Regions from separate parts of the Mus musculus genome. Here regions 1, 2, 3, 4, 6 and 7 are each linked to region 5. A link is a contact called in public HiCAR-type, HiChIP or PLAC-seq and promoter capture Hi-C data. All regions are on one chromosome and are shown on one strand. The core of a region is the stretch at or near the end of the contact, and the rest is flanking DNA. Distances in the headings are between cores, read along the strand shown.

What was found. Promoter capture Hi-C pulls out the DNA fragments that hold promoters and counts their contacts. HiCAR-type assays count read pairs that join an accessible place to other places. HiChIP or PLAC-seq counts read pairs in DNA pulled down with a chosen protein or histone mark.
Region 1: a promoter capture Hi-C map of second pharyngeal arch cranial neural crest shows a contact between it and region 5, with 8 times the contacts expected there. The contact joins the promoter of Fto here to the promoter of Irx6 in region 5. A contact is called at or near these places in 7 of 39 promoter capture datasets (cranial neural crest, embryonic stem cells, frontonasal cranial neural crest and 4 more), 3 of 115 datasets of contacts at active chromatin or transcription factors (embryonic hindbrain, forebrain and neural tube) and 2 of 9 other capture datasets (embryonic stem cells and embryonic tail).
Region 2: a promoter capture Hi-C map of hippocampal neurons shows a contact between it and region 5, with 7 times the contacts expected there. The contact joins the enhancer-like site here to the promoter of Irx6 in region 5. A contact is called at or near these places in 14 of 39 promoter capture datasets (the 3T3-L1 cell line, 3T3-L1-derived adipocytes, the C10 cell line and 8 more) and 4 of 115 datasets of contacts at active chromatin or transcription factors (embryonic forebrain, embryonic hindbrain, neural tube and 1 more).
Region 3: a contact with region 5 is called in a promoter capture Hi-C map of frontonasal cranial neural crest, with 10 times the contacts expected there. The contact joins the enhancer-like site here to the promoter of Irx6 in region 5. A contact is called at or near these places in 8 of 39 promoter capture datasets (the 3T3-L1 cell line, cranial neural crest, frontonasal cranial neural crest and 4 more), 1 of 484 Hi-C or Micro-C datasets (nephron progenitors), 6 of 115 datasets of contacts at active chromatin or transcription factors (craniofacial prominence, embryonic forebrain, embryonic hindbrain and 3 more) and 1 of 9 other capture datasets (embryonic stem cells).
Region 4: a HiCAR-type map of astrocytes shows a contact between it and region 5, with 3 times the contacts expected there. The contact joins the promoter of Aktip here to the promoter of Irx6 in region 5. A contact is called at or near these places in 3 of 39 promoter capture datasets (cranial neural crest, hippocampal neurons and maxillary cranial neural crest) and 2 of 115 datasets of contacts at active chromatin or transcription factors (astrocytes and embryonic midbrain).
Region 6: a promoter capture Hi-C map of cranial neural crest shows a contact between it and region 5. The contact joins the enhancer-like site here to the promoter of Irx6 in region 5. A contact is called at or near these places in 5 of 39 promoter capture datasets (3T3-L1-derived adipocytes, cranial neural crest, frontonasal cranial neural crest and 2 more), 4 of 115 datasets of contacts at active chromatin or transcription factors (craniofacial prominence, embryonic hindbrain, embryonic stem cells and 1 more) and 1 of 9 other capture datasets (embryonic stem cells).
Region 7: a contact with region 5 is called in an H3K4me3 HiChIP or PLAC-seq map of embryonic stem cells, with 5 read pairs. The contact joins the promoter of Rbl2 here to the promoter of Irx6 in region 5. A contact is called at or near these places in 2 of 39 promoter capture datasets (hippocampal neurons and stem cell-derived epiblast-like cells) and 1 of 115 datasets of contacts at active chromatin or transcription factors (embryonic stem cells).

Annotation. Positions count from the first base shown.
Region 1 is chr8:91,312,145-91,314,912 of GRCm38.p6, forward strand. It overlaps Fto (fat mass and obesity associated), which reads left to right and starts at 1,381. Exons shown (of 9, transcript NM_011936.2): 1 at 1,381-1,476. The coding sequence starts at 1,432. Rpgrip1l (Rpgrip1-like) reads right to left here and starts at 1,078. Exons shown (of 26, transcript NM_173431.2): 1 at 1,059-1,078.
Region 2 is chr8:91,485,315-91,488,196 of GRCm38.p6, forward strand. All of the region lies in intron 7 of Fto (fat mass and obesity associated), which reads left to right. Among named protein-coding and RNA genes, the nearest start is that of 4831440D22Rik, 19 kb to the left of the region's middle. Within about 2 kb of position 1,272, at least 6 of the 459 cell types and tissues checked have an H3K27ac peak or open chromatin away from gene starts, as enhancers often do.
Region 3 is chr8:91,189,969-91,192,837 of GRCm38.p6, forward strand. No RefSeq gene overlaps it. Among named protein-coding and RNA genes, the nearest start is that of Gm36243, 19 kb to the right of the region's middle. Within about 2 kb of position 1,328, at least 13 of the 459 cell types and tissues checked have an H3K27ac peak or open chromatin away from gene starts, as enhancers often do.
Region 4 is chr8:91,132,523-91,135,414 of GRCm38.p6, forward strand. It overlaps Aktip (thymoma viral proto-oncogene 1 interacting protein), which reads right to left and starts at 1,505. Exons shown (of 10, transcript NM_001302266.1): 1 at 1,378-1,505.
Region 5 is chr8:92,672,844-92,675,543 of GRCm38.p6, forward strand. It overlaps Irx6 (Iroquois homeobox 6), which reads left to right and starts at 1,446. Exons shown (of 6, transcript NM_022428.3): 1 at 1,446-2,236. The coding sequence starts at 2,192.
Region 6 is chr8:91,507,673-91,510,710 of GRCm38.p6, forward strand. All of the region lies in intron 7 of Fto (fat mass and obesity associated), which reads left to right. Among named protein-coding and RNA genes, the nearest start is that of 4831440D22Rik, 41 kb to the left of the region's middle. Within about 2 kb of position 1,714, at least 20 of the 459 cell types and tissues checked have an H3K27ac peak or open chromatin away from gene starts, as enhancers often do. A contact at or near this core is called in embryonic stem cells, where this site is marked.
Region 7 is chr8:91,068,788-91,071,642 of GRCm38.p6, forward strand. It overlaps Rbl2 (RB transcriptional corepressor like 2), which reads left to right and starts at 1,270. Exons shown (of 22, transcript NM_011250.4): 1 at 1,270-1,619. The coding sequence starts at 1,389.

The DNA of each region.
Region 1 (2,768 bases), core at 131-2,630, 1.4 Mb before region 5:
TTCTCTATTTTTTCCTTGTGTTTTTTTTTTCTTTAAAAAATGGGGGGGGGGGTCATCTCACTATATAAACTTGGCTGGAATTCAAAGATCTCCCTGCCTCTACTTCCAGAGTGTTACGATTAAAGTCGGGTGTCACCATGCCCTGAGTAGACTCTGAATTTGTCCTGAGTGTGCCACCACCCTGCTGTGGCTTATTGCTTACAGCAACAGCCTTTGTCATTATCCCAGAGTTGTATCGTAATTCATTGTCATGTCATGCATTTTTAACCTAGTATATTTTCACACCTATATCATAGTTTCTTGCTTATATCTGTCCCCTACCACTCCCCCCCCCATCTCTCTAGCTTCCTCTCACTGGTCTCCTTCCTCCCCCAAATAGTTCCTCTTCTGCTATCTGATGTCACATAGTAGACATTAACGCTATCATTTATTGAATGAATGAATGAATGAATGAATGCCAGGCACTGAGTTTAAACAAAGTCTCTGCCCTGTAATGGCTTTAACAGACTATGGGAGTAGTCAGATGAGAAACAGTAATAAAGAATAAAAGATAGGCCACTAGAAACTGATTGTGGTGGTGGGAACTTGAGGCAAGACCTATTATTGATTGAATTTGAGACGAGCATGGGCTAAAAAGGCTAGTTTAAGGCCAGCCTAGGATGCATAGGGAGACCCCCTTTTAAAAACTAATCGACAATCAGCAGCAGCAGCAACAACAACAACAGTAACAAGCCAACAACAACAACAGTAACAAGCCTCTTGGGAGGCTTAGGTTCTACCATCCAAGCCCAGTTTCTGGGAAACAGAGTGAAATGTGACTGGGACCTTTGAGTTGTAGGACTTAGGGTTGCCAATTCTTATCAGCTGCGTTTCTGGCTGGGCGGGCGGTCAGGGCGAGTCAGATGCAGGCCTGCGGATGTGGAGGTGTGTCGGGATGGACTGCTTTCCACGCAAGAATCCCAGGTCTATCCTGGGCTTCGAACAGACTCCAGGCTCAGTTGTGAGGCCGCGGAAGAGCCAGCCAACCTGCATTAGCCCCCACCTCACAGAGTACTCACCTCCGCGTTCGCCCTCAGCTAGCTACCGGTTGCTATAGCGCCCAGGGCGCGAGCCTCTGCAGGCCCAGAGGAGCACGGGAAAACAGTGAGTCCCGTTACCCACTGGGAAATGTAGTTCTCCGTAGGGTGCGGGCCGTCGGCGGGTCGCGTAGCGGACTACGCTAGCCCTGCTAGCTGACTGGAGAAATTCAGCTCCGGAGCCCAAGGAGTACTCGGGAGTCTCGCGCAGCATTCTGGGAAGGGTAGTTCTTCTAGGTATTAGAGCAAATGGCTCCAGGCGGGAGAGAGCCGTTGAGAGAACTACACACAGGAGGCGGGGTCCAGGGCGAGGGGGAACACGGCCCACGGTGGCGAAGGCGGCTTTAGTAGCAGCATGAAGCGCGTCCAGACCGCGGAGGAACGAGAGCGGGAAGCTAAGGTATGTGGGGCTCCGGGCGTCTGGGATTCTGTGTTAGTCCCGGGCTAGAGGCAGGGGACCCGCAGACCCGCTGGGATGGCTGAGTGGATGCTCGGCGTTAAGCCAAGGGGTGTCAGGGCCTTGTTTGCAAGAGACCTGCAGACGTGGTGTGAGTGTGCGCGCGCACGTCTGTGCTGTGAATTCATATTGCTCTGGATGCAGATCTGGATACAGTTAGTCTTGGTCAGAAATGAAAAGATAGACATCTATGTCCCTGTCCTGCTTCTGTCCCTATTCCTTGGTTATATTTGTAGCCACTCTCGAGCCTCAGTTTACCAGTTTACCACCTGTGTGTTTTCAGCTCGAGCGCAGCTGAGCCACAGATTTAGTATGGTGACATGTTTTTATTTGGAGCATTGCCTCAATGGCCAGATGACTTGTCTGCGTGGTCAGCACATCAGATACGCTTTACATAGCTTCTGTGGGTAGTACATTCCTGGACTCCGTCCTTGCTGTTCAGCTTTCTGACAGTGGACACTCCTTGGGATGACAGTAACAGCAACGGCGACTTATTTGCAGCATTTTTTTTTTTTTGTATCAGACACCTACATTAAATGCATAATTATTTCATATCATTGCAGCAGATGGCAAGACAGATATTACATAGGTAGAGTATAAACAGTCCGTTATGAAGATGAGCACTGGAAGCTCAATATTTTCCTTTTCCCCCATCCCCAAAGTTGGGACCTATTGATTTGTTCTAACTTATCAGCATTCAGTCCCCCTCAGTGGACACAACAGATTCTGCCCATCTTAAAAGTCTCTCTTGTCTGTAGCTCATTTGGCCAAAGGCCCTTGGCTATGCCGTTTGGTGCTTATTCTATGGTAGGTAAATACTGGCAGCGAGGATCAGTAGGAAATAAAACAGGTACAGTACTTGCTGTCGTAGAATTTTGTCTTGTAAGATTCCTAAGTCAGTTAGGAATCTAAGGGTTTTGGGTCTTGGGTGTAATGGCCTGAGTTATGTATTTTACAGACATGGACACGGAGTCTGGCAGAAGTTGGCCTTTGCTCAGGGCCTTTTGTTTCCTAGGTGGCATTAGGGATCAGGAGCTGCCCCTCTCTAATCTCCTAGCTCCATTTCTAGTCTCTTTGTGAAAGACATTGAAGTACTGGCTGATGCGAAGCACAGGTAGTTGTGTTAAGTCCTAGACAATGTCTCAGTAATCGTAAGTGATTGCTTGACTTTCTGTTCAGCTAAGTTAAGGCCCAGTGTATAGAGAGAATCTTGCAGTCATTTGTTGTGAACAATT
Region 2 (2,882 bases), core at 22-2,521, 1.2 Mb before region 5:
CCACACTGTGCTGATCCTAAGCCGTCTGATTTCCACAGGCAAATGTATACGTCGTCCAAGTAAACGCCCGTGCTAGGTTATAATGGGAGCAGCCTGCAATTCTGTTTCAGGAAACATTTCTGATATTCTTCACAGAGGGCGCCCTGCTAGACATGAGCCGGGACACAGCGTGCGGACAGGTTAATAGCAGCACCCAGCATTCACTTGTGGTTTTATGTTCCAGCCACCATTCAAAGGGTTTTCCTTATCAAGATTATAAATCCTTGCAACAATTGATGTGGACAGCATGGTGAGCCCTAACTTATAAATGTGAAAGCTTAGGTATAGAGAAGCTAGATACTCATCCAGGGCCACTAAATAGATGGCTGAGATGAGAGGCCAGGCTGCAGAGCACACCTGATTTTACTCACCATAGCCTAGAGGTTTAGCAAAGAGAGAAATGTGGATGTCCCTATGTATCACTATGGCTAAAATAAAACCATGTTGTGGGGCCTAAAAAAAAAAAAAGAAAAGAAAAGTCATGGTCTGGCAAGATGGGGCAGAGTTGTAAAGACGGCTGTTACCATCCTTGGTGACCTGGGTTTTATGCCTGGGACCAGCAAGGCTTAATGAGGGACAAGCGATAGACAAGCAAGGACTCCATGGAAGGAGAAAATGGACTCTCAGTGTCTCCTCTCCTCTCTACGCATGCACACCGTTCAGATCAGTATCAGGGTCAGGTCACTACCGCTGACTGCTAGGAAGGTGCTGGTCTCGTTGGAGGACCATGAGGAGACGAGAGGATGAGGTGGGCTGTCTGGGGGGAAATCCTGGGTCTTGGAACTGTAGAAACAAGGTCAGAAGGCAGAGCACGTAGGTGTGTGGGACCTGGACATGCCAGCAAGCTGGCAGGTGGAAGCCACTTGATGAGCCTCGGCTTGGATAACCATAGCATCAGCAAATGCCTGCGTGCTGTTTTTATGGTTCCTTTATGATTCCTAAAGATTTTATGAGTGCTGAGAATGTTTAATGTTCATGAGTACTGTTCATGGTGACTCCATGTGATAGGTATGACTTTTGTCTCACTTTTACTCTCAGGAGATAGGAGCCCAAAGGCCTTATATAACTTTCCCAAGGTCACCAGCTACTAGGTGGGAGAACTGGGATTTGAACTCTAGAAGGCCTGCTCTAGGCTTCTTGCCCTTTTCGGCTCACTGATCTGCCTCCAAAGGCTTGGCTTTGGAATGTAGAGGAAAGGCGATAAAAGCCTGCTGACCTCTGGAGAGTGCCACTTCACAGCGTTTGAAGGGTGCAGAGAGCAGTGACTCATCTGCAGGGTGCACAGTGGTCACCAGTCCCCACCAGTAATGTTTCTCCGGCAGCTTCTTGGACCTATAGTTGATACACAGGAAGCTACACAAGCATAAAATATACAGTTTGATGAGTTGAGAAATAAATGTATACCTGTGGAGCTATCATCCTTGCCCACACTGAGACCAGTCTGTCACCTCCACTTTGGCCAGCCAACTTAGTGTTATTGTTTTGATGAAGATGCTAACATAATATCTTCAGTAATCCCTGTCTTATGAAAATATCAAGTCGCAAGTTTGAAGGCCTGAGCTTAAGAGCGTGCATCAGAATGCACACCTCTGAACTCATTCCGACTTGCCTTTGAGGGGATCAGCATCTAGGAAGGGGACACCACTGCCCTCCTAGAATAACCCCAGAGGCAGAGTTCCCCAAACCCTGGGTTAGTACAGAGCACTGTGTAGCCAACTTGGAGATGCTGAAGTTTCCCTCTCTGCCTGACTAGCTCTGTTCCTGAGCCAAGCCTGCGGAGGAAATGCTGGTTTTATAGGGTGTGTACAACTGTGCTTGTGTGAACTTTTGATTTTTGTTATGTTTTACATAGGCACTTAGGATCCTGCTTGCCGAGGCCTAATTGTTAGATGTCAACCTGACATTGAAGTCATAATCTTACCAAGCTGTAAACTAGGACTTAGAAATAAGTAAGAAAAGAACTCCATAATTCTGTAAAATAAATTGTTTAGTCATTTATTTTTTATTTTAAGTACATTGGTACTTTGTCTCCATGTATTTGTGTGAGGGTGTCTGATCTGGAACTGAAGTTACAGACAGTTGTGAGCTGCCGTGTGGGTGCTGGGAATTGAACCTGGGTCCCCTGGAATAGCAGCCAGTGCTTTTTAACTGCTAAGCTATCTCTCCAGCCATAAAACAGTTTTTATTTTAGAAGTATTTGATTTAGGAGTATTCCACCCTGCCAACAAGTGCAATGTTTAGTATTGTGATCACACAGCGAAGTTCATCACTAATTCACTGGAAAGATATCTGACTATGGCTGTGTGCCAGTCTCAGTCCATGAGTGCACACATTCGCTAGGAGTGGCAGTTAGTTAGAGGAAGAACCTTCTTTTTATTATATTTTATACTGAAAAAAAAAGAAACAAAGGAAGAAAGGAAGGAAGGAAGGAAGAAAAGAAAAGAAAAGAAAAAGAAAAGAAGAAAGGAAGAAAGAGAGAGAGAGAGAGAGAGAGAGAGAGAGAGAGAGAGAGAGAGAGAGAGAGAGAGAGAGATCCAAAACAAAACAGTAAACTAAAGGAGCAGCAATCTGGAGAATTTTCCAGAGCTCTGTTCTTTACTGAGAAAAAAAGAAAAAAAGAAATCAATGTTTCAGTGTCTCCCTTGCATACCACAGTTGGATCATTATCAGCAGAGTGAAGGATTGGGCCAAGATAAAAGGGATGTTTCTTCTAAATTAAGTTGAAGCATTGCTTTAGGCCTTTAAAAAAAAAGATTTCTAATAAACTCATGATAAATTATTTTTGCTATTGAAAGAGACGGCGGAGAATCATCTTTGGAAAAGTCCCCTGCTCTGTGGCTCTT
Region 3 (2,869 bases), core at 78-2,577, 1.5 Mb before region 5:
GTGGTTAAGAGCCCTGACTGCTCTTCCAAAGGTCCTGAATTCAAATCCCAGCAACCACGTGGTGGCTCACAACCATCTGTAATGAGATCGGATGCCCTCTTTTTTAGTGTGTCTGAAAAACAGCTACAGTGTACTTACATATAATAAATAAATAAATCTTAAAAAAAATAAGACCTTGACATGTTTATAAACATACAATTTATTTTTGCTCAGTAGGATTTTGACAGGTTATTTTCTTTCATCTTTTTTTTTTCCTTCACAAAACAGTTACTTATTTAGGAAACAGCTAACTATATCTTATTTTTGGACACAGGCTGGCCTCAAACTTGCTACTGATCAAGCCCACGCTGGTCTTGAACTCATGGCCCCTCCTGCTCCAGGTGTGTGGAGCCAAGACCAGCCTACCTACACTTCTGAGGGAAAGATGACTGAAGAGGATAAAAATGTTGCTGATGTATGAGGTTGGCTTCTGCCTCTGCCTGAATCAAAGGACCTCATTCATGCCCGCTGTTTCTACTCTGTCTCTATTTCTGAATCACTCAGGGTTTTGGTCTTTTCTTTCCTTCTTTCTCCACCCATATGGAAATGCTTCACCCAGTCAGAGCAGCCTTCTTTCTGATGATGACTGGGATGGAGTCTAACTCAATGCTATACCAGCCTCACAGTAGGTGCTAATTGAATGTTTGTTGAGAGAATGAGAAAGAACATGGGATCTTGGCATCTTAAAGGCTTGTATGGGTTCCATTGCAACAATAGAGAAACACAGTGGTAAAAGGATATTTAACTCAATTCATAACAAACAGTGGTTTAAAATAGAGACTCCAAGCCGATTTTGGCTAAAGAGGTTCTGGTATATTCTGAACAGCTGTTATTGTAGACATAGTCTGAGTAAATAACTTCCAGCGTAAGCCGCGTCTGCGTTGAATAAACAGTGCAGCTAGAAGAAAACACTTTATTAGTGTTAATTGCAGCGAGCCTGTGCTCCACCCCTCCGCTGCTCGCAGAGAAACCCAGTGCATCCGCTCCTTGCTTAGGCTGTAGATGGAGCCATAGCCTTACAAAAGGCTGTCGCGGCGCGGTGCGCTGGGGGTGCTGGGCTGTAAAAGGCAGATGTTTGGCGCTTCTCTGGCTGAACTTTCTGAGTTTGAACAACCAGAAAACGCAGACTTTTCCGTGTGCTGTGCAGCTTACAGGGATGGAGGATGCTGATGGTGGTGGCGGCTTCAGCCTTTAACTGCCCCCCAGCCCCCATTTGACCTCAACAGAGCTTGGGGAAGAAGAGGCCCAAGAGTCCTGCAGACATTTTTTTTAAGCCTGTGGTAGCCCAGAAGGTCTCTGAGACAGAGTCTGGCCTGGCAGCAGAGATGGCAGGGCACCTAGCCTTGCTGCCCTGATTGTGCCTTCTCTTTACCAGCAGGCCTTACACCCAGGCTGCTAGCACCTGGGCATTTCTGGTTGCTGGGGGCTGCCTGGCTCGTTCAGGCAGGCTCCAGTGCTAGGCATCTATGCTCCAGCAGTGTTGGTCTGTCCAGCAGGCACGAGAGAGAGAACGCACACTCTGCTTTCTTGGGAGAGAAAGGGCTCACAGGGAGAGAGGAAGAAGAGAAGGTAATGAAAGGGAGACAGTTATCAAGTGTTTCTCTTCATGCTGAGCCTAGATGTAACTACATATGTGAACATACACACAGTATTATAATATGCATGTCTGAAAATGTTATAATGAAACTCATTATTTTATAAGTAAAAGCAATAAAAATACAATCATTTTTGGTTGGGGGCTAGCTTAGTGGTGAAGTGTATGCTTAGCACAGTCAAGGTCCTGAGTTTGATCCCCAGCATACACACACACAGAGGGAGAGAGAAAGAGACAGAGAAACAGAGAGGAGAGAAAGAAAGAAAAGGAGAAAGAGCTTTAAAGAATATTTGAGTGTGTGTGCACACTACAGATGTATCTTTGAGGATCCATATAACTGCTACTCACAAACATTCTGGTCTCAGAACACCCTCATACTCTTAAAAAAATAACTTATTGGGAAAAATGTCACTCAAGCATTGAGGAATTTGGAAGAAATATCATCTAGCTACAAATGTTAGTAATGTAGATGTGGCATTTGTATACCTACAGAGAGGCTGGGGCAAGGAAGAGGCATGTGTCGCCAGCTACTCCTCTGCACAGTTCCAGCCCTGATGACAACTGTCCTTCTCCTCCAAACTTTCTGTGTCCTGTGCACGAAATCCCTCACTAAATTCTGAGAAATTGATTTTGGACAATCTCCCAGGACTTCTCCAGTGTGGCATCCACATTAAACCACAGAAAGTTTTGAGGGTTCCTTGGGTATGCAGTACCCCTCTCTGCAACCAGATTTGCTCACAGTATAGGTCTACTGACCCTACATCTCTCTTTGCCTGCCCCTACTGGTAGTTAGTTCTGCCTTACCTACCATCAGGTGTGGACTTTTCTGTTGTTCCTTTGGTGTGATGTCCCAGGCTGGCTCACATTATCCCTGGCTTTTCTTTTTGAAAGAACAGATATGGTTTGGGAGGACTTGGCAGGGGGTGGGGTGGGTGGGATGGGAGGTCATTAGCAGACACTGGGAAAAGCTCCTTCTAACCACAATAATAGCTGCCAGGGGATTCTGTCAGACTGGGAAAGGCCTTCAGGCACTCGTTGGATGTTTGAGCACCTTTAGTGCCTTGCCCTGCGCTGGCCATGGCTTCCTGGCCTTGATAGATGCAGGCTATGCAGGCTATGCAGGCTTTGAGTTCTGGGCTTTGCCATTTCACGGAGGCCTGGGTCCTAAACCTGCAGTGGCAATTATGGCGTGTGAAGGGCAGGGTGAAGGGGACCTTGTCCTTATTTTCTTTCCTT
Region 4 (2,892 bases), core at 255-2,754, 1.5 Mb before region 5:
AGGGGTCAAAACTCACATTTCTAAGAAGCAATGCTATACCAGTATCTCTAATCAGCAGTGCCTTGTGGGCATATAGCATCCATGGGTGGGTACCAGCCAGTGCCTATAACTGCTGCCGTGCTTTCCAGGAGACAGTGTCACCCAGTAATTAAACCAGAGGACAGGGATCCCACTTCTCCCACTAACTTGCTGACTTGCAGCCAGGTAGGGCTTTGCAAACCTGCTTTTAAAGGTGGCTGACACCATAGTGCATCAAAAATTCAAGGAGGGTTATGTTCCTGTTTGGCTCAAATGAAAACTATATATTTTCCTTAAGGACTAGTAACCCACTGCCTAGACACACATGTTTTCTCAAGGTTTTTCTTCACCTCTTGAGAGGCGTGGCATTTCCTATTTGTAAATGTACTGGCACTGGGCACCTTTCATGTCTTCTGCCTTTAAAAATTCAGTACATGGCCCTCAGTTCCTCCAAAAGGTACCATGTACCGTCCAGCGCAGCCATATTTTTAACTCAGTGGTTCCAATAGCAACATAAGCACAAGGAACCGTAGCCAACTTTTCAGAAACTACAGTTTGCTAGATGAGCAATCTACCATAAGCATAGCATGACATCGTCCAATAGTAATGACAGATGTAAGGAAAACAGGTTCCATCCTTATTCGCAGAAAATACCACCAGACTTCCTGCTCCTCTGACTCTTAAAAAAAAAAAATGATTGCATGCATTTACACAGCTGAGCGAAGTCTGCATCTTCACCTATGCGACAGTGAGTATACCGCAGAGGGCCAATGAGACCTAGCTACCATCGTTCTTCTGTGACACAGAGCTAACTAATGTTATCACCCCAAAAAGGGTTTACGAAATTCCACATTAAGAGGCCACCAGACAGGACCGAGGAAAAGTAAACAGCCCGGGCCTCCGACAGCCCGGCTGGCTGGGCAGCTAGCTGGGCCGGGCACCCTGGCCCGGGGCACAATCCCATTTCGGAGCACGTAGAGAATCTGGACAAACCTGTCCCGAGGTGATGTAAGGCTGGTGCCCGGCCCTAGCCTGGAAGCGAGTTGGAGGCTGGCTGGGCCCGCTAGTCTGCAGCCGAGGCCGAGAGCCTGGGGCTTCATGTCAGCCCCTCGCCAGACAGACGGGACCCAGCGCAGGAGGGGCAGACCAAGCGGAGCAGAGCGCCACCAACCCTGCCGCCCTCTTCCTCGGGTGCAGCAGGTGCCTGCAGCGCACAGGTGCGGCCCCGCCCCCGTGTCCCCGCGCGGCCGCCGTCGCCCCGGTCCCTAGCGCACCCCAGGGAACCGAACGCCGGGCCGCGGACACAAACCCTCTGTCCTGACGACTCGGTAGCCACCAGCCCAGAGGTGAGACGCTTACCTGGATGCCCTCGGTGCGGAGCGCTGGGGGCCGAGCGCCACCGCGGGCCAACAGCATCTCCGGCTGTCCTGCAGCCCGGCCCCTGCCGCTCCTCTCCCGCAGAGCCCCGCCCCGCCCTGCCCTCAGCGGGACACGCCCTGGACACGCCCTAGACTGGGCGCTTCCGCTCGGATACCCATGCCGAATGGCTCTCTCTCGCCGTCCATCAAAAACGTACTTCCGGGAGGTGTTGGGGCTTGGAGCTCCGTCCTGCCAATCAAGTTAGCGCCGCTCGGGTGGGGCCGCGCTCGTACCTCCCCCTTACGTAACAGCGCCCAGGGACGAGCTGTCAGTCAAAGAAGCTTCAATCCCTGGGGAGGCTGGGACGAGAAACAAACAGGCACCAGGCCGCCATTGGACGTGGCGTGTGTCAGTCACCATGGATACCCACCCAGAGGTTTATGCGGCAGCCACTATAGCCAGTCTCCGGCAGTGATTGCTGCTAGCTCTTGGCTCCGCCAAGCGTCAGCCGGTATCCAGGCCTGGACTCTGAGCCACTGGCTGGAGAGGGAGGTCTGCAGCTCCCTGGTGGGAGTGATGGGATTTATTAATCAACTTGCTTAGGAGACAATAAGTGACACAGAGTAGAATTTAGCTGAGGTAGTGCTACCTTTACAATAAATCCAAAGTTATCAGGCTTGTTAGAAAGAATTCTGTAAATGTTTCTTCCCGGGGATTGATGTGCATTAGGTTCCATTCCCATAACCAAAAAAAAGACAACCCTGATTTACAACCAGCCATTAAACACATTAGCGTATCAAAGAACGTGTCTCTAACGGATACAAGCATCCTGAAGTTCTGGCCTGACATAAAGCCCCGTTTCTCTGGAGAAAAGCATAATTCTGCCCAGTGGCCAAGATGACCCTCTGTAACGACTATTATCGAACAACACTGATGTACTTAAGAAATAATTCTGGCGCCGGGCAGTGGTGGCGCGCACGCCTTTAATCCCAGCACTTGGTAGGCAGTGGTAGGCAGATTTCCGAGTTCTAGGCCAGCCTGGTCTACAGAGTTCCAGGACAGCCAGGGCTACACAGAAAAACCCTGTCTTGAACCCCCCCCCCCAAAAAAAAAAAAAAAGAAGGAAGGAAGGAAGGAAGGAAGGAAGGAAGGAAGGAAGGAAGGAAGGAAGGAAGAAATCTGGCAATATTTGGCTGTGTAAATCTTAAATGGCCAGACTTGCAGCCTACAGTCTCTGTTTCTACTGTGGCCTGCATCCCTTAGTCCCTACTTGTTACAAGATATGTCTGGCCCCTACTCTAATTTTTCCCCGCCCGGGAAACATGCTGCCTTTCTCCCTAGAAGCCCTTCCCCATGTAACTCAGCCATTTTGGTTACCTGCTCCTTTCAGTTTACCCCTTACTCTCTTAGCCAGTCTCTTAGACCAAGCTGCCTCTCTTGGTTGGCAGCTCCCCTTCTAGCTCTCTGTTTCCACATCTCCTCAGGTGGCGCAGCTCAGTCTGGGGATGTTCACTC
Region 5 (2,700 bases), core at 196-2,695:
CGTGACTTTTTACCACTACGTCAATCTGGCAACGACTATAATTCTTTTTCTTACAAGGACGCTCCCAGTTTAAAAGCAAGGTTTCACCAAGGTAACCATGGCCTGTGGCAGCAGCTGGATTTGTAGACTCATCTGTGGTTTGTGCCCTCTTTAAGCTCCTTGTCTATTAAACATAAACTGTGAGAGGTGAGCAGATGCTGAGCCTAGAGTGCCATTCTAAAGAGGTCACTGGGTGTGGCTTGCCAAGTCAGAGGCCAGAGGCAAACTTGTGGAGGGACTTCCTGCCTGGGCCCCCAACCTTGCCTCTTTCTCCTGGCAAGAACTGAGAGCTCTCAGTATCCCCTGGATCACACCGTCTCGAGTTTCAATAGAAAAATAAAACATTGTCCCTGAACAAACTCCGGAACCCCTAGAGGAGGTATAGTAAAGATCTAGGACCGTCCAAGACCTGTCAAGTGCACTAGCGCTGTGACAGGGCGACTGAAAGGTAAGGCTTTCTGAATTGCAAACCCCACCTGGTGCCGCAGCAGCGCCACCTAAGACCTTTCATCGCCAGTCTGCAAGCCCCTCCTGATCCTTAGACATGTCTTCGGAATGGTGTCAGCCTGTAAGTGTGCAAAATCTATAGCACTTGCTAACTGGCCACCCCTGTCCGGAAGTCTTGCAAGCAACCCCCTGTTTCCAGAGGCATCGGTGCTTTTTTTTGAAAAGCCAGCGAAGGAGTTTATTACACCATTGGGCCCAGCTGAGTGTCCCTGGCGCTACTCCCTCCGGAGCTCTCCTCTACGGCTCGCCAGCGCCACCCCAAGAGGAGTGCAGAGGTAGCCCTGGGGCCGTGAAGCCTTCGCCCCGCTTTCGGGCTTGGGGCGGACACCGCTGGCGGCACTCGGGAAGGAGCCAAGCCTGGCCTCTGGCGGAGATGGCCCAGACTCTTGGCTGGCAGCCTACAGATGCAAGGGATCAGACTTGGTGCGTGTATGGGAGCTCTCTTACAGAGGCTGCACCTCGATCTGGAGGGGGCGCTCGTCGGTCTAGCCCAGGGCCAGACCTCTGCAGAGACGCCCAAGAGGTCAAGGACCTGGCCAGGGCTGGGATTAGCCAACGATTTGGGGAAACTGAGACCCAAGCCACATCCCCAAGGACACAGATGGGCTGCCCGGGGGGCTTGATCAAAGCTGCTGGAGCTGGTCCAACCCTAAGAGCTCCCGGGACGGAGGGGCCAACAAACTTTGATGCAGAGGAGAGGCGGAGATGGGTTGTAGTTGGAGGCTGGTCCTGCGAGCCCCTGCTCTCCTCCACCTGCTCCGGCTCTGCCTCCTCCCAGCCCTCGCCCACCCCACTCCCCCCACCCCCCACCCCCGCCATCAGACTCCTCAGCTCTCCTCTCCCTCCTTTTTCTCCCCCCTTGCCTGCCTCCCCCAGTTTCCTCTGGGCTCTTCTTTTGTATTCTCTCCTCCCTCGCCGCCCCGCTTGCCTCTTGCCTCCTCGGGGGCCGCAGGGGAGGAGGCGAGCACGCTGCACCCTGGGCCCGCACGGCTCGCCGGGAGGCGTATTTCCCACTTCTCCCGGGGAATTTGGAGAGGGTCTGTGTGCGCGCGCGCGCGTGAGCTGCAGGCGAAAGAGGGTAGGATCTAGCGGCGAGTCGAGGGTCAGGGTCTTTGACGTTTCTCGCCCGTTGCACAAACCTCGCAGAGCAAGAACGAGTGTATCCGAGAGTGCGTGCATGTACACGGGCTGGCTGCCCTTGGCACACTCGGTGGCCCGGGGCCCCGGGGCCCGCGGTCCCCTCTGGCGGCCGGGGATTACCGTGACGTCACGTTGAGCCTCTGGCCACCTTGGACTGGGACACCTCGGGAACCTCACAGCCCGACGCTGCGCTGTACCTCACCTTGCCCCTGCGCGCCTTTGGCACCCTACTCCTTCTTCCTAATTCTGCCGCCGATCCATGGGCCCCTCTGCCTTCTGGAACCCACAGGCCGTAGGGGTGCCTTACCAATCGCAGAACTCGGCAGCCCCTCTGCCTTTGATTCTGCCTCCCGTCTCTCCCCTCCTGCCAACGAACTGGCGGCCAGCTCCTGCAGCCCTGTAAGAAAACCAGACGCTGCGCTGCGCTGCTGGGGTCATCGAATCACAGAGCTGAGCAAGGGACTCGAAAGGAAAGAGGGACTCAAGTCCCTGAAGACGCCCTGCTATGGCCTTTTCACCTTTTGGACACCCGTATGGCAGCACATCCCAGGTGAGTAGAGTTAGGGGGTGGGGGTGGCAGAGGCAGGCTAGAGGGATGCCCAGTAATCCCCGAGCTTCCTCTTCTCCTTGACCCAAGGGAAGTCAGAAAGAGCACGGACCGGGAAATGTGCCACAGCACCCGCTGACATCCTGATGCCAGTCTGAGAGCTTTCACTCTTTGAGTGCCACCTGAAACGCACTCTGTGTGCGAGGTGGGTGGGATCTGAGGGAACTTGTAGTCAGGGTTACCCTTGGACAGATTCGGTGGCCAGGGTACTCTCAGGAGAAAACAAAAGGACTTCAGCGCATTGGCACTGCACTGCTCATTTGTTGACCTCTGCTCCGATCCCAAATCCCACTCTTTTCTAAGCTCTCTACTTCAGCTTCCCTCCAGTTTCCAAACCAGGGCGTTGTGCAGTGGTGAGGCTTTCCTTGGAGAAGTCTGAGAATGCCCATCACTGTTCTCCATTATCT
Region 6 (3,038 bases), core at 464-2,963, 1.2 Mb before region 5:
AGGCATTTGGTTTCCACTCCTAGAAGTGGGGGCCTAGGTTTCTGTTAACCTTGTGCATTTAGGAGCCGTGCACGGTGTTTCTTTCTTGGCCTCTTGTTCTAGCAAAAGGGAACGAGCTCGGTTTGCCCTGACAAGTGAGTCACCCTTAGCCTTCACTAGACTCACAGGATGTTGGTGGTAGGACTGAGCTTCCCCGAGTTCACTAGCTGGCAGTTGTGTTCTCGTGGAGAGACCTATCCTGGGGTCCCAGCTGCCGAGGTTTCTGAAGTAGCACTGGGATTCTGCCAAAATTTGCAAGCATATTCTTAGTCTCACCCATCATCCTTAGAGGCAGGGCTCTTCTCCAGGAAGAGGAAGCAGCTTCAGAGAAGTTGTCTTGGTGAAATACTCTGCAGTCTGGACCATCTCTACCAGCTGTGTTCCCTACAAGACGAACTTGAGTTGATGACCAAAGTTTGATGGACTTGATGTGTTAGAGGGCAGGAAAATGGCCTCGTCTCTCATGAGGCTCTTGTAGTCAGACTCAGTGACTGTCAGGGATAAGATAGACCCTAATCTCAAGGAATCCCTGAACATGGAGCCATTGCTGCTGGAAAAGTTGTAGATAGATCTTGGGGACCATGTATGTTTTCTGTTAGGGGCAGCTTCAAAGCCCCGTGACTCTGTGTTTGACAGGGAAAACTTGCCTGTGCCCTGCTCCTTACTGCACTTGGCCTGTCTCCTCTGGCCAGTGCTTCACTCCAGAGCAACTTCCTTTCTTCTCCTAAAGCAGGAAGCATAGCCCCCTCCCATCCAGAGCCTGCTGCCCTGCACTGTCCCTTCAAACCCCTTGTGGGCTGGCCTCAGTGCCTCATGTCAGCATTGTCCTGATGAGAGGAGACAGCACCTTCCCACGGCCACTTCCCAGGGCCTGTCTTATTTGTGGAAGAAATGTAGTGTTTTGCTGACTCCTTGAAGGTCAAACAACGGGAAGTGTTTCCCTCTGTGTGGACAAAGGACGTAGCTTTCTACCATAGAGTCTCTGCTTTCTGTGATATCTCAGGGAAATATACTCCCATATTTTCTTTCTTTATTGTTTGCCCGTTTCCAACTATGATGGGGGATATCTAAACACTTCCATCTGTAAACTGGGAAATAAGGGCCAACAAAGAAAACTGCCTTCTTGATAGGTTGTGGTAGAACAAAATAAAACTGTGCTTCCCTAATATCTTTGTCTGGGAAATAAGTTATAATAGCATTTTGCTTTTCAGGCAAAAACAAAACAATAAAAGAAAGAAGGAAGGAAAAGTTTCTAAAGGTAAGGATTCCGGCCTTTTACCCGTGGATCCAGCCTTCACCTACTCCTTGGGATGGTCAGGTAGAAGGGGAAGACAGATTAGAAAGGCAAAGGTGCCCAGGGGAAATGCTGTGGTATAAAATCTTGTCTTCCCAGTGGAAAGCTGGTGATGGGGAATGGGGAGGGACTCACTAAAATATCTTAAATCGTCTCCCTTAAACACGTAGCATCCTTAGAGGTCAGACAGAGCCGAAACCTGAACAGCTGTACAACAAGCCTCTGAGATTGTCTTTAATTGTGTCCCCTTTCTCTAACAGCAGTAATTCTTGTTTATATTGTCAAGAGCCTTTCCACCAAGCACAAGCACACCATACTTGAAGGTCAAATGCTTAACCCTTCTGCATGGTTACAATGAAAATGGCCCCTTTTGTTTTCGCTAATGTATACCCCAGCCGAGGCTACAGGGAGAATGGGGGCCCTAAGCGGTCACCAAGCTGAAGTAACTTATTGTCAAAGAGCCACAAAGGGGGCATATTTCTGTTTCCACACAACACTTGTTTAGCCTTTGCCTTGTGCATCCAACCACAAAACAGTAGGATCATTTATCAATGGGCAGAATTTTTTGGCTACCATTTTGTTCCTCTGACCTCTGTTACTTTTTACTGACCCAACCAAATTGCTTAAAAATTTTCCCTTTCTGCTGTCAGTGTTTAAAGCCGCTTAATGTCTCTGAAGTGATCCCCTTTCTCTTTAACACTTTACACCCCTGTTTACCACAGCACCTGTTACTGTAGTGGGCCATGAAATTGCAAATGTCATGCAGCTCTTATTGACGGATAATACTTTATTAAATATAAATAGAGTATCCCCCAGTCTCCGGGCAGACGCACATGTGCCCACACAGACCCACATATTGATTTTGTGGCGGCCAACCAGGAAAGGAGTTCTGCCAGGCAAAAAATATTTCTTTTTCTGGCCCGTAAGAGTTAACCAAAACTCGAGGGGCCAGTTCAACCACATTAAATATGAGCCTCAAACATGAAGGCCTCTTTGTTACTGAAACAAAAATACCGCAGCAGGTGGTAGACTCGAACACAGGAGGGAGGAGGAGGTTCAGTTGTTGCCCACTTTTCTAATCCTTTTAGAATATCCATTGTCCAGACCCCAAATTTAAACTGTTCAGTCTCTTGGAGACCAGTTTAGCAGGAAAGAGCCGCACCCAGCACCCACTGATGCTTCTGTAAACTGGTTTCATCTTTGGGTATGGAGTGTATCGCCACTAAACAATACAGGAGAGGCAATTATCTCCCAAAGATGAGCCAATAATATCTGCCTATCAAAGCATGAAACTGTTGTCAGTGTGGCAAGTTAGAGCGCAGTGGACATGCAGGCCAGCAGCAAGAGCGTGTCCACTGTATAAATCCAGGCAGAAATGTGACTTCTGCCCTCCTAGATGCAGGTTTGTGCAAACTGCAGGAGCTCCCTAAAGCCAAGGTTAAACTCCTTGCCACCCTTGTCTGTTTATATCCAGGTGCTTTACCAGGGGTGTTGCTTTTAAAGGGGATTAACAATCTGAGTAGGAATAATTAAGAGCTTTTTCTTTTCCTAAAATGGAATGGAATGTAGTTTCTAACTCTAGACCTCAGGATACTCTGAGGCATTAAAAGATGACCCATAGGGCAAAGGCAGGCTCCCACACAGTTCCTCTTGCTGCTTGTGATAAAGGTCCGCATCCATCCATGTGCCCAGCCTTTCTGTGTTC
Region 7 (2,855 bases), core at 20-2,519, 1.6 Mb before region 5:
ATGTGTTTATCTCCACTAGATTCTCTTCACCACTTAAGCCCATGCAATGTGCCTTAAAAGTTTCTTTTCCGTGAGCAAATTCTTTGAAATTCCCTTCATATCTAAGCTTAGTTAGAGATTCGGTAGCTTTAACACCTCAAATCATAAATATAGGAAAGTTTCAAGCCCGGGGACAAAAGGCTGAGGTGCCTATTTAACATATCAAAGAGGACCTGGCTGCTCTGTTCTCCTGGTAGCCCTCAACCTCTACCTGTTACCATAGCCAGCCCCCTACCCAAAACTCTCCAGCTCAAGGGGTGGGCTGTGCTTTCCTATATAATCCAGACATTTTAGTTTCTAGCTCGGTGTACCTTTGGGCCTTCTAGCTGCTGCACCTGGTTCCCCTCTCTCCCCTCTCTCCCTTCACCTCCCGCGCCCCCTCCCCGCACTCTCCTCCCTCAGGTGGCTCAGGGTCATGTCCACTCTGGACTCACTCAGATGTCCCTGCTCTACGCTCTTCCTTTTATCTGTAAGAAACTTTAGCCGTATCTAGGAGCAGTTATGTGATAGCTAATATACATTTTAAGTTATTCTTGAAAACACATTCATGATTATTTGTGTGATTGAGGGTTGAGGGTTGAGGGTTTTTTATTTTGTTTTTGTTTGGTGAAGTGAGATCAATTCTTAGCTCAATATACCTTTGCCATTGATAGCGTTGACATAGGAGTGTCACTTGAGGAATCCTCTCTGTTGGATTGACCTGTGGGTCTTGCCTAGGGAGGTGGCGGCCGCGGGGGTGGCGTTGTATTAAGAAAGTAGCTGATAAAGCAACGGGGAGCTAAGTCAGTAAGCAGCGTCCTGCTTTAACCTCCGTCAATGATGAACTGTAAAGACTAAAATGAAATAAGCCCTTTCCTCTCCGAGTTGGTTACAGTCCGTGTTTATCTCAGCAACAGAGACTAGAAAGGGCAGGCAAACTATTATCTTTACTTTGGACCTTTTAGCTTTACTATCTGAGGACCTCTAGGTGAGGATGTGTGTAAAGGGCTTATATACTAAATCCTGTCGATATTTCTTGGTCTTTTTCTCTTCAAACGAGCCTTCTGAATGGTCTCACTATTGAGAGATGCTTTTTAAAACGGTAGAGGACGTGTCCATTCACCCCTAAATGATGCACAGCTCGTTTTTTGCTTTCTTCTTCCATGACTTTTGGTCTCCCTGAGATCCCGGCCGAGACTACATTTCCCAGCAGGCCGTGCTCAGACCTACGGGTGCCCGCATGGGACTGAGGAACTTTGGGGGCGGCACAGTAGCAGGACAGGCTGCTGACGGGCCGGCGCTTCGCGGTTTGAATGGCTGCGGGCCCGGGCCCTGAGCGCATCTGAAGAGCCGCGGCCTCGGGGTGCGCCATGGCATCTGGAGGCAACCAGTCGCCACCGCCTCCTCCAGCTGCTGCAGCCAGCTCGGAGGAAGAGGAGGAGGATGGCGACGCCGCGGATCGCGCGCAGCCCGCGGGGTCCCCGAGCCATCAGATCCAGCAGCGGTTCGAGGAGCTGTGCAGCCGCCTCAACATGGACGAGGCGGCGCGCGCCGAGGCCTGGAGCAGCTACCGCAGCATGAGCGAGAGCTACACGCTGGAGGTGCGTGCTCAGATCCTCCGTGGAGATCGGGGACTCGGGGTGGCCCTAGGATCACTTGGTCGTTTGCCCCGCACCATTGCCTCCCCCTGGCTTTGCGGCCGTCAGAGGAAACTCATTAAGTTTCAGGCTTGCTTACGTGTGAGAATGGCTTAGGATTTATTGTCCCCCACCCCCCGGGCAGATGAAAAGCGGGTGTAGACACACAACATTTGTTGCTGAACTTGGGCACTCTTTTTGGCTGTCATCCAGGTGTAGGCTTGTTATGTTCCGTTCTTGGGACGGGGCTTTGCAGTTGACGAAAATGGCTATTCGGGCTAGTGCCTGTCAACTCTGCAGGCACCTCCCCTGTATGGGCCAATGGGAAGTGACACGGAAGTCCGGATTGTTTTTCAGCTGCCTGTGCGTATGACCCTTTGATTTTATATATGGAAGCTTATCGAAGTAGCAGAGCAAAGAGGCCCCCGACCCGAAGGCTAAGCAAGGTGTTATTTAACTATGATATGGATGTACTTGTGCCATTCTTCTGAGTCGGTTTATTTCTATTTTTTTAAAAATCGACACACATCGAATTCCCCTCTCTCCATTTGTTACACTCACAAAAAAAAGAAACATGGCAGCTTTAGACCTGTGTCTGAGTGACTCTGGACAAGTTTTTAACCACAGTGAAACTCAGTTATGTTGTGTGAGCAGTTTTGTTACTTGTGCCCACTTCAAAGTGCTTACCTAAAGCTTAACTAAAGCAATGTGTGTATGTGTGCAGAAAATTTCCTAGACTGAAGCAGTCTGGCTGAAGAGACCGTAGCCGCCTTCCTTACCCAGTGTTTCCGATAGCCAGGCAAAGAGGAGAACTTCTGGTTTGAAGGACACAAATACTCCCAAACGAATTCTTACTTCACCTTAGAGATGACGCTGTAAATTAGCAAGAATGAGTATTATAACATAGCAGAGACTTCAAATCACAGACTAAGTCATATGAAGCCTGGTGTCACATATGCAAGTGGCATTTAACAGATGCTTAGTAAATTAGTGTGTGTGTGTGTGTGTGTGTGTGTGTGTGTGTGTGTGTGTGTGTGTGTTGGTCAGAGGACGGCTTTGGGGAGTCAGTCTATCTTTTCACCCGTGGATCACTGCAAGTCTGTTAAATCTGTTGGTCAGCTAGTGCCTTTACCTGCTCAGCCTTGCCAGCTCGACTAGTAAATCGTTTTGAAAACATAGTCACTATTTCTTGTTTGGCTG